2 separate regions of the Mus musculus genome follow, and region 1 is linked to region 2. A link is a contact called in public promoter capture Hi-C data. All regions are on one chromosome and are shown on one strand. The core of a region is the stretch at or near the end of the contact, and the rest is flanking DNA. Distances in the headings are between cores, read along the strand shown.

Evidence for each region. Promoter capture Hi-C pulls out the DNA fragments that hold promoters and counts their contacts.
Region 1: a promoter capture Hi-C map of liver shows a contact between it and region 2, with 2.4 times the contacts expected there. The contact joins the promoter of Gkap1 here to the promoter of Fam193b in region 2.

Annotation. Positions count from the first base shown.
Region 1 is chr13:58,271,992-58,276,440 of GRCm38.p6, reverse strand. Gkap1 (G kinase anchoring protein 1) reads left to right here and starts at 2,253. Exons shown (of 12, transcript NM_019832.4): 1 at 2,253-2,367. It overlaps Gm26555 (a long non-coding RNA gene), which reads right to left and starts at 1,590. Exons shown (of 8, transcript XR_873524.3): 1 at 1-1,590.
Region 2 is chr13:55,569,442-55,573,683 of GRCm38.p6, reverse strand. It overlaps Fam193b (family with sequence similarity 193, member B), which reads left to right and starts at 2,564. Exons shown (of 11, transcript NM_145382.4): 1 at 2,564-3,979. Gm31364 (a long non-coding RNA gene) reads right to left here and starts at 2,588. Exons shown (of 2, transcript XR_873486.2): 1 at 2,259-2,588.

The DNA.
Region 1 (4,449 bases), core at 1,004-3,503, 2.7 Mb before region 2:
GAGTCTGTGTTCAGGGGCACGAGTTGTGATAAACGATTAGCTGACCTTGCTCTGGGGACACTTTGTTCTTGATCTATCAATCCACCCACTTACTTCAACATGCCCTGAGTGTGTGAGCAGGGCTAGGACTGTCTCTAGGCAACCCCGAGCCCGAAAGTAAGAGTCTCTAAAGCCCTCCTCAGTGAAAACACGGTTGTTGTGATCGTGGCAGCCAGTCACAACCCACACACGTGGTTTTCCCGCACCCTCCACGGTGTGTGGTTCTGACCCACACTCCCTGGCCCAGCTTTGACGAGACTGAAGTCCCCTGCTGTGGTGCCTTACCCAAGTGTCCCTCTCTTCCTCCCTGCCCACCCTCCCCTCCTCTGTTGACTTTCCTCATCTAGAGCTGAGCTTCCCAAAATCTGATGGGGTCACCTCTTGGAATTTCTTTGAGGTTGCAGATTCTAATGGGCAGGTGTGTGTTAGGCCCGAGATCCACACGTTTCTGACAAACTTGCTGGTGACACACATGTGGTCAACTTTGGGGTAGCAAGACTCTAATGATGATGTATTTCTAGACTGAGTCTGCCCCCTTCTCTTATAGCAATACGCTACTAAGCTGAGGAGTTTCCGATCCTTGTGTGTGTTGTTCATGCACATGCTGGGAGGGGGTGTGGTTATCATTTGTCAGGTGCTATCTTTTTGTGGAGAGTGGGAGGGTAGCTAACAAGACCGAGGGATCCACCTGTTTCTGCCCGCTAATCTTTGGGACCAGAGCTTGATATACCACGCTGGGAGCTTTTACATTTATTCTGGGGCTAGAACTCAAGCTATCGACTGAACTATTCCCCAGCACCCAGTGTACTGTCCAGGTGCAGTTCTTTCAGCTGTTTTAGAACTGCTTCAACTGCTTATGGCCACCTATTTAGCTGCCTTCAACCCCAGTCCTATGAAAACCGGTAAGTAGCTGCATCCTCCTCTTCCAAGTGTTCACGCTCCCTCTTACAAGCAACCGGGTCTCAAGACCTCATTTCTCCCTTCCCAATCAGATGTTCAAATCCTGTAGAATGCACCTCCACATCACTTCTCAATCATTTAAAATTCTTCCTGCCTTCCTTTATCTTGTCTTGCCCCATCCTCTTGGCCCCGACCCCCGGATCAATCTTTCTGTGTAGCCACCGGCCTTGGACTCACTTTCTGATCAGCTTGCCAAGTGTTGGGGGCTCATAGCCGTGTGTCCTCACCGCCCCCCCCGCCCCCCCATAGCTCATCTGTTATTACCGTCTGCCTGGTCTACACAGGACTGCCAGTTTTCAATCTCTAACATCTGCAGGAGTTACAAAGCAAAAAAAGCCTTCATTTCTTCCTTCAAACTTCTAAATCCTAAAACATCAAATATTGCCTTAAACATCAATCCTTACTCTTGGAACTCAGCCATCCCTCACCACCGCCGCCCCCCTCCCTCATTTTTCAGTCGTCTCTGCCACTTGTCAACACCTCCAATCTCATTGTGGAACGCAGCGTCCAATGGCCTCCATCCAAGGCCCCGAGGTCTCCCCGCAAAACCCCACCTCTTCCCAGGCCAAATCCAAAAGCCTCCTCCCTCGCGCTGCCCCAAAGATGCTCGCAGTCCTCGGATCCCGAGTAACATTCTCTTTTTCCACCGGGCCCTAGGGTGATCTGGCGTCTTCTGCGATTCTTTGCTTCGCTCCCCACTGTGTCCCCCACGTCTACACCCGCGGCGGTGACTCGCGCGGGACATCGCCGGGCAGCCCGCACGGCTGGGCGGTAGCGGACGGGTTTGCCGGTAAGCCGCTTAACTTTGCAAAACTAAAGCGGCCCCGGAGGTGCTCCCGCGGGAACCCAAGGCCGTCCGGCTGTTTGCATCTCGTGCAGCACCGCCCTCCCTCGCCGACTGGAGGTCCGCCTCCGCCCCCGGGCCTCCCCACAGCCTGGCGATCCCGCCGCGCGCCGCCCGCGGCGGCCTAAGCCTCCTCCCGGAAGGCCTCCCACCTTCCCGGCTCCGCGACCCCGAGGACCGCGGAGCCGCCGCCTACGCGAGCCGTTTGGACCCTGCGCGGCCCCCGTAGCGCGGCTCCTCCAGCAGGTGGTTCTGGTCCTCCGCAGTCCGTCCCCCGCGGACCTCTCCTCGGCGTCAGCGTCCGCCGCGCTGCGACCCTCGGCAAAGAAGTCCCGCGCGCCGGCCGGCCACGGCGGGCGCCAGGCTTGCGGGTCCGCCCCGCCCCGCCCCGCCCCGCCCTCCGCGCGCCGCCGCCCTCCGCGGGCCCGTTACTGCGGACGCCCCGCGGCCCGCGCCCAACGCCCGGGGGTAGCGCGGGAGCGGCGGGGAGACGGGAGCGGCCGCACCGCGGCGAGGGAGGCCCGGTGAGTCTACGGAGCCTCGCAGCTCGTGGCTGAGGGGACGCGGCCGAGTGCGGCCTGAGGCGGGGAGCGGAGCGGAGCGGAGCCGAGCGGGGCTGAGCCGAGCGGGGCCGGGCGGCGGGAGGGCCGCGGAGGCTGCGGGGGAGTGCGGGCCGCAGGCCTGGTCCGCCGCGGCCGGCCGCGGGAGTGACAGCAGGTGCGGCCGCCCGTTCGGGGCTCCCCGGGGCGCCCACCCGACGCCGGTGTCGCTTGCAGGCTTGGACACCGCGTCTCGGCAGCGGCTGGGGCTCGCCCAGCCCGCCGCGCTCTTTCTCCGGGTACTTCGCGAACAAGTTTTGGAGCACCCGGAACTGCTCGTGCGTGAGATTTGGCTTCGGTTCCCGAAGGAGGAGAGAGGGGCTGCTCGCCGCTCGCCTTCCCTCCCTCCCTCCCAGCAGCCCGAGGTAGATGCGCAGGCTCTCGCACAAGCCCCTGCTGTCGGGGCTTCCAGCAGCTATGCGCGGCGGCGGCGGTGGCAGCGGTAGGGTGCCAGCCTCGGGGTGTCTGTAAACGCGGAGCAGTCGGGGCAAAAGTTTATCCCATTGTCTGCCCCGCTCCCTCCACTGGCGACATTTCTCAAGGGATGTCGGTGGAGAGTTCTAGCGAGAGGCAGAGGCGCTGGAAAAACACAAGCATTGTTCTTCAGCCTCGTCTGTTTATGTGAAGGCGCTTGCGCCCGCCTGTCACGGGAATGAAGTTAAGCTGTAGCTCCAGAAATACTGGAGAAACTGCCGAAAGATGGTAATGCTGTATTGAGAATCTTCCTAGAAAGCCTGGGGTTTCCCTACACTAGCTTATGCCACTAAAATCGGTTAGTCTAAGCCTCTTTAATGTGATTTTTCACTAAAGATCGAAATACACCTGTTTAATATTAACCCTAGGGGCTTCTAGCAATCACTCTAGAGCGAGAACCTACACGTGGATCAGAGGGACGTTGTGTGCAAGTGAAAATCACCTTTGCACTTCATGACTGAATTCCTTAGTACATGTCTGCAGTTTGCTTTTTGTTTTTGTTTCTAAGAGTTCACAACCCACAGAAGTTGAGAGCTTCGGATTAGAAAAGGAAGGCTGCACCTAACCAGTGTGTGTGTTGCGGGGGGGGGGGGGGTGGGGGGGGGTGGTGGAGCTCCGGGTATGCCTTTAAGTTTATGTCATTTTCGATAAGTGTGTTGGAAGCAAAAGTTTCAGGACCGTTGGTCCTCGATCCCTGTAACCTTAAGTTCTAAGAAGTCAAAATGACAGTCAAGCAGCCAAGAAGATGAGGGAGACCAGGCCATTCCTTTTCCTCTCATTTTGTAATTCGTAGGGACAGTGCTTGGCATCAAACCCAGGGCCTCTTGGAGTCGCAAGTCCTCAGTCTGTTGTGTTTGATCTGTTAGAGTCCACCAAGGCCTCTCTAGCTGCACGAACTGGTGTACACCTGTATTCCCAAGACTCAGGAGCCTGGGACAGGAGGATTGAGAGTTTGGTTCCAGTGCAGGCTACATGGTGAGAGAGCTGCCCTCTCAAAGCATATGGCCATATTAACTGATGACATTGACATTGCATAGTTCCGTTTTGGATCAAGCTAGGTGGTTGATAGTGTTGATCGACACAGTCACTACTGTTCATTTTTTAAAGGGCTGAAATTATGTACTTAAGTTCCCCCAGGCTCAATTCTTTCCCGACACTGATGTCATAGAAGAAGGTGCTCATGATGGCAGTGGCCCTTCATAGAGACCAAGGCCTCAAGAAAACAGGTCATTCATTTATAAATCTTGCTAGGCGTAGCTTGGCCTGTTCCTTAGTAGCAACAGTTTATCTCACACCCTCACCTTTTAAAAATCAGCAGTTTGACACAAAATCCAAAGCTTCCTACAAAAACAAGATTCCTAGGGGGAAAAAGATGAGTTGTGGAAACACTTCGTTGTGACGGTGCTGTTAGTTAGATGGTGTGTGCTCTCCACCCTCAGTGTTCAAGTTCAGAGCACAGATTCCAGTGCACACTTAGGTATGGCACTGTGTGATTGGAGAATGTAATTAAGCCTCAGTCAGTAAGCTTGAGGT
Region 2 (4,242 bases), core at 1,315-3,814:
ATCAGGAAATGCTTCATAATAATGCCAATACCAATTCTGGACTACATTTGGATCTCTGGGTACAGAATTCATCACTTAAATACACAGTGCTCAAAAACATCCTCAATATTGCCCCTTTTTAGTCTAGAAAAGGACTTTCTCTTAGATTAGTAAGGTATATATAATAAGAACAGTTATGGAAGCTATCAGGTAAAATTACTGTTGCTAACTGTTTCTAATGCTTTGTCTTATTTAGACTCTCACAAGCATTGTTTCCAGACACTGAGGGTCCATAGCTGGCTTTGATCAAGAATTGCCGTGCTGGGCGTGGTGGCACACGCCTTTAATCCCAGCACTCGGGAGGCAGAGGCAGGCAGATTTCTGAGTTCAAGACCAGCCTGGTCTACAAAGTGAGTTCCAGGACAGCTAGGGTTATACAGAGAAACCCTGTCTTGAAAAAAATCAAAACAAAAAACCAAAAAAAAAAAAACAAAAACAAAACCCAAAAAATAAAAATTAATCATTGGCTGGAGAGATGGCTCAGCAGTTAAGAGCACTGACTGCTCTTCCAGAAGTCCTGAGTTCAATTCCCAGCAACCACATGATGGCTCATAACCATCTGTAATGGGATCCGATGCCCTCTTCTGGTGTGTCTGAAGACAGCTACAATGTACTCATATACATAAAATAAATCCTAAAAATAAATTAAAGTCAGGGTTTCTATTTCTACACAAAACATCATGACCAAGAAGCAAGTTGGGGAGGAAAGGGTTTATTCAACTTATACTTCCACATTGCTGTTTTTCACCAAAGGATGTCAGGACTGGAACTCAAGCAGGTCAGGAAGCAGGAACTGATGCAGAGGCCATGGAGGGGTGCTGCTTACTGGCTTGCTCTTTTATAGAACCCAAAACTACCAGGCCTGGCATGGCACCACCCACAGTGGGCCCTTTCACCCTAGATCACTAATTGAGAAAATGTCTTACAGCTGGATCTCATGGAGGCATTTCCTCACCTGAAGCTCCTTTCTCTGTGATAACTCCAGCTTGTGTCAAGTTGACACACAAGTACACGTATGCGCGCGCGCGCGTACACACACACACACACACACACACACACACACACACACACACAGAAATGTTGGGCCTGAGGTCACACAAATAATGAGGCACAGGCCGCCACAATCCAAAGTCAAACAAAAGCAGCTTTTATTCACCAAGGGAAACTCTCACCAAGAGATCTAGCTGGACTAGAGATGCAGTTAGGCTCGGGAGCTGAAGCAATGAGCCCAAGAAGTGGGCTCACAGGCCTTTTAAAGCAGAAAACCACAACCAGGTATGAAGTGGAAGATTAGGGTGAGGGTCTAGGCAACCTTTACCATGGTTGGTTGTGGTTAGGGGGCTTTCCAGAGGTCCTGGTTCCTGATTGGTCTGTGGTGGCCCCTAGGTATTCCAGGGAAAGAAGGGTGGCAACTGTTTCAGGATCTTGGAGAAAAGGCCAGATGTTCCTCCCCTTCCCTGAGTGGTAGACTCTAGAACATTTGTGGTTTTTCTTGGAATTGGGGCCATGCAAAACGGAGGACAGACTTCAAGATGGAGCAAGTTAGGCCAAAGAAGTTTAACCCAGTCCCACCGACACACACACATACACACACATACCTATTAAAACAATAAGATAAATAGAGCAATTTTTAAAAATTGATTTACTTCTTGGTAGTCAAAGTTTCAGATTTTGTTCTGATTGATGTTATCAATATAAATTCCACGTGTAACTACTAAAAAGTTCCAGTTTCACTCGACAAGGCATAAGACAGCATTGGAAACTTAAAAAAAAAATACATATATTTTTTTGTTCCATGTGCCTGAATTTTTCTCCCCCTGTGGGAAGAAAATGGGTGGAGATGACATATTAACAACTAAAATGCTGAGCTATTAAAACATTTCTAATTTTGCTTTGTGGGTTAAAGACCTCTCTCGCACATACCACTTAAAAAAAAAAAAAAACATTGCCAGAGTATGTGCTTTAATCATTTCATCCTTGTCACGCCGATCCTATTATCTATTTAAGTGACCCCCTTCCCCATCAGCCTCAAGAACGACCTGAGTCTGGGTCCTGCAGTTCTGAGCACAGAACGTGGGGCTCCCAGTAAACGACAAGTAAAGACCTGCCTATTCTTTCGCCTCAGGCTGACCACAGGTGTGGTGGGATGATATCTAGGAATCTATGGTAGGCATTTTGCAGCCAGTGCTTGTCCATTGCAAAATGGGAATAATTCGTACCTGTTTCCAAGTGATTTAGGGAGGAGCCAAGAGATGAGCGTGAAAAGTTCGCAGCAAAAAGATTAGTAACTCACTCATTATTTAATGGATAATTAAGCTCCTAGGCCCGCTATTACAGAGCCCAATGTGTTTCTCCAGCCGATCGCAGCCTTTCGGACTAGTGCTTAGGACAGGATCTCGCCCGGGGCTGGTCTCCTGCGAAGCCCAGCGAGGTGGCCTTATTAAAAATGGCGCTGGCGGCTTCCGTGGCGACTGCGGCGGCGCGGACTGAGTGTGCCCTCTGACCTGTTGGCAGCAGGCGGGGAGGGGCGCCGGGCGCCGCCATATTGGCTGTTGTCCTGTGAGGGGAGCGGCGGCGGCGGCGGCGGCGGCGGCGGCGGCGGCGGCGGCGGAGGCGCGAGAGGAGCCAGCGAGCGGGGGAGCGGCGCAAGAGGCAGCATGACTCGGAGGCGGAGCAGGCCAAGCGGCGGCGCGGGCCGGCGGGAGCGGGCGCGGGCCGCGGGGCTGCAGAAGCCCCAGGCGCCCGAGCCGCAGCCGCCGCCGCCGAGCCTGGAAGCGGGAGCCGGTGCAGGGCCCCCGGAGGTGCCCGCCGAGCTGGATTGCGACGGTCCCCGAGAGGAAGAAGAGCCCAAGCTGGCTCCAGGCCCTCAGGTAGGATCGAGCAAAACGACTCCGACTGCCGGGCTGCTTACACCTCCCCAGAGCGGGAGCGGGAGTGGGGCGGGAGTGGGCATGGACCATACTGTGGGTCTGGGACCAAATCCCAAGTCCGGGGCAGATGCTTTCAACCCGCTTGCCGGGAGTGGAAGCTGGACCCCTCTCCAAAGCCAAAGCTCAGCCAACCCTCTTGCGACCCTTGTAAAGCTACCCGTTCAGGCCCTGCTCCGGAGCTAAATCTTCTGACCATTTATGCTCTCTGGGACTCGCTCAGGTCCCGAGACCACCGCTTAGTTCTCTGCCCTCCACTTCCCTTTGGAGCCACCTGATTCCCCCCTATCCCCTAGCCCCTAAAAGACCATCATCTCAGGGCGCTGGAACCTGCAAGGCTGCAGCCTCTGTGCGCCCCTCCACCCCCGCCCCCAGCAGCTTCATCCCTTCCCCTGCACGGTCTGCAGCCGCTACCCTCAACAGCTGTACCTCTCTGCATCTGCCTTCCGGGACCTCTCTCCTTTCCCTACCCAGCAGAACAGTTGGCGGCCCCAAAGACTGTTAGAATAACTCCACTAAAGAGGAAACCCTTGTTCTCCTCCTATCTCCTGTCCCATAAGGAGCCCCCACTCCCACCTCCAACCCCCGCCAGTCCACTAGTTTGGTGAATCCTGCGAGACTAAGAGTATTTGGGAGGATTCTCGGAAGCTTCCAGCTTGCCACCTGGAAGGTCACTTTCTTTTGAGCAAAAAGGAGCAAACAGGAGAGGCGGGGGTGGCGTGGGCCACAGTTGCTCAGGGAGGGTTGTGGCACCCGGGGCTGGGTGGCTCACCCTAAGCTTGCTCTGACAAAAGAGTTTTGAGTTGGTTTTTTGGCTGAGCCTGCCAAGGAAGGCAGGCCCCTGCAGGAGTCTTGGAGGGTCGGATGCAGCGCCCGGATGAGGACGAGGCGTGGCGGAAGATGCGTTTGGCTCTGCAGACACTGCATCGGGCAGCAGGGGACTCTGGGAGGCTGGTGCAGCCTGAAGGCATGGCTCTTGACAGCCTTCTAGTAGAATCTCTGGAATTGTGCATGTGAGTGGGGATGCCATTTGGGGTACCATTCCTGGAACGCTTTCCCTGACCTCCCCAGTTAAACCAAGTGCCCCCTCTGTGCCCACCACCCTCTTTGCTTCCCTTCAATGGCACCACTCCTTCTGTGATGAAACTTGTTGATGTGTCTGTCCCAAGCACTGAACAGTGAACACCACGGGCTGGGAGGATGCCCTTCGTGGGCTCCTCCACGCCTGTCCCAGGCTTTGCCTTTATGGAGAAGTAACTAGGTGAAGGAGGGGAAG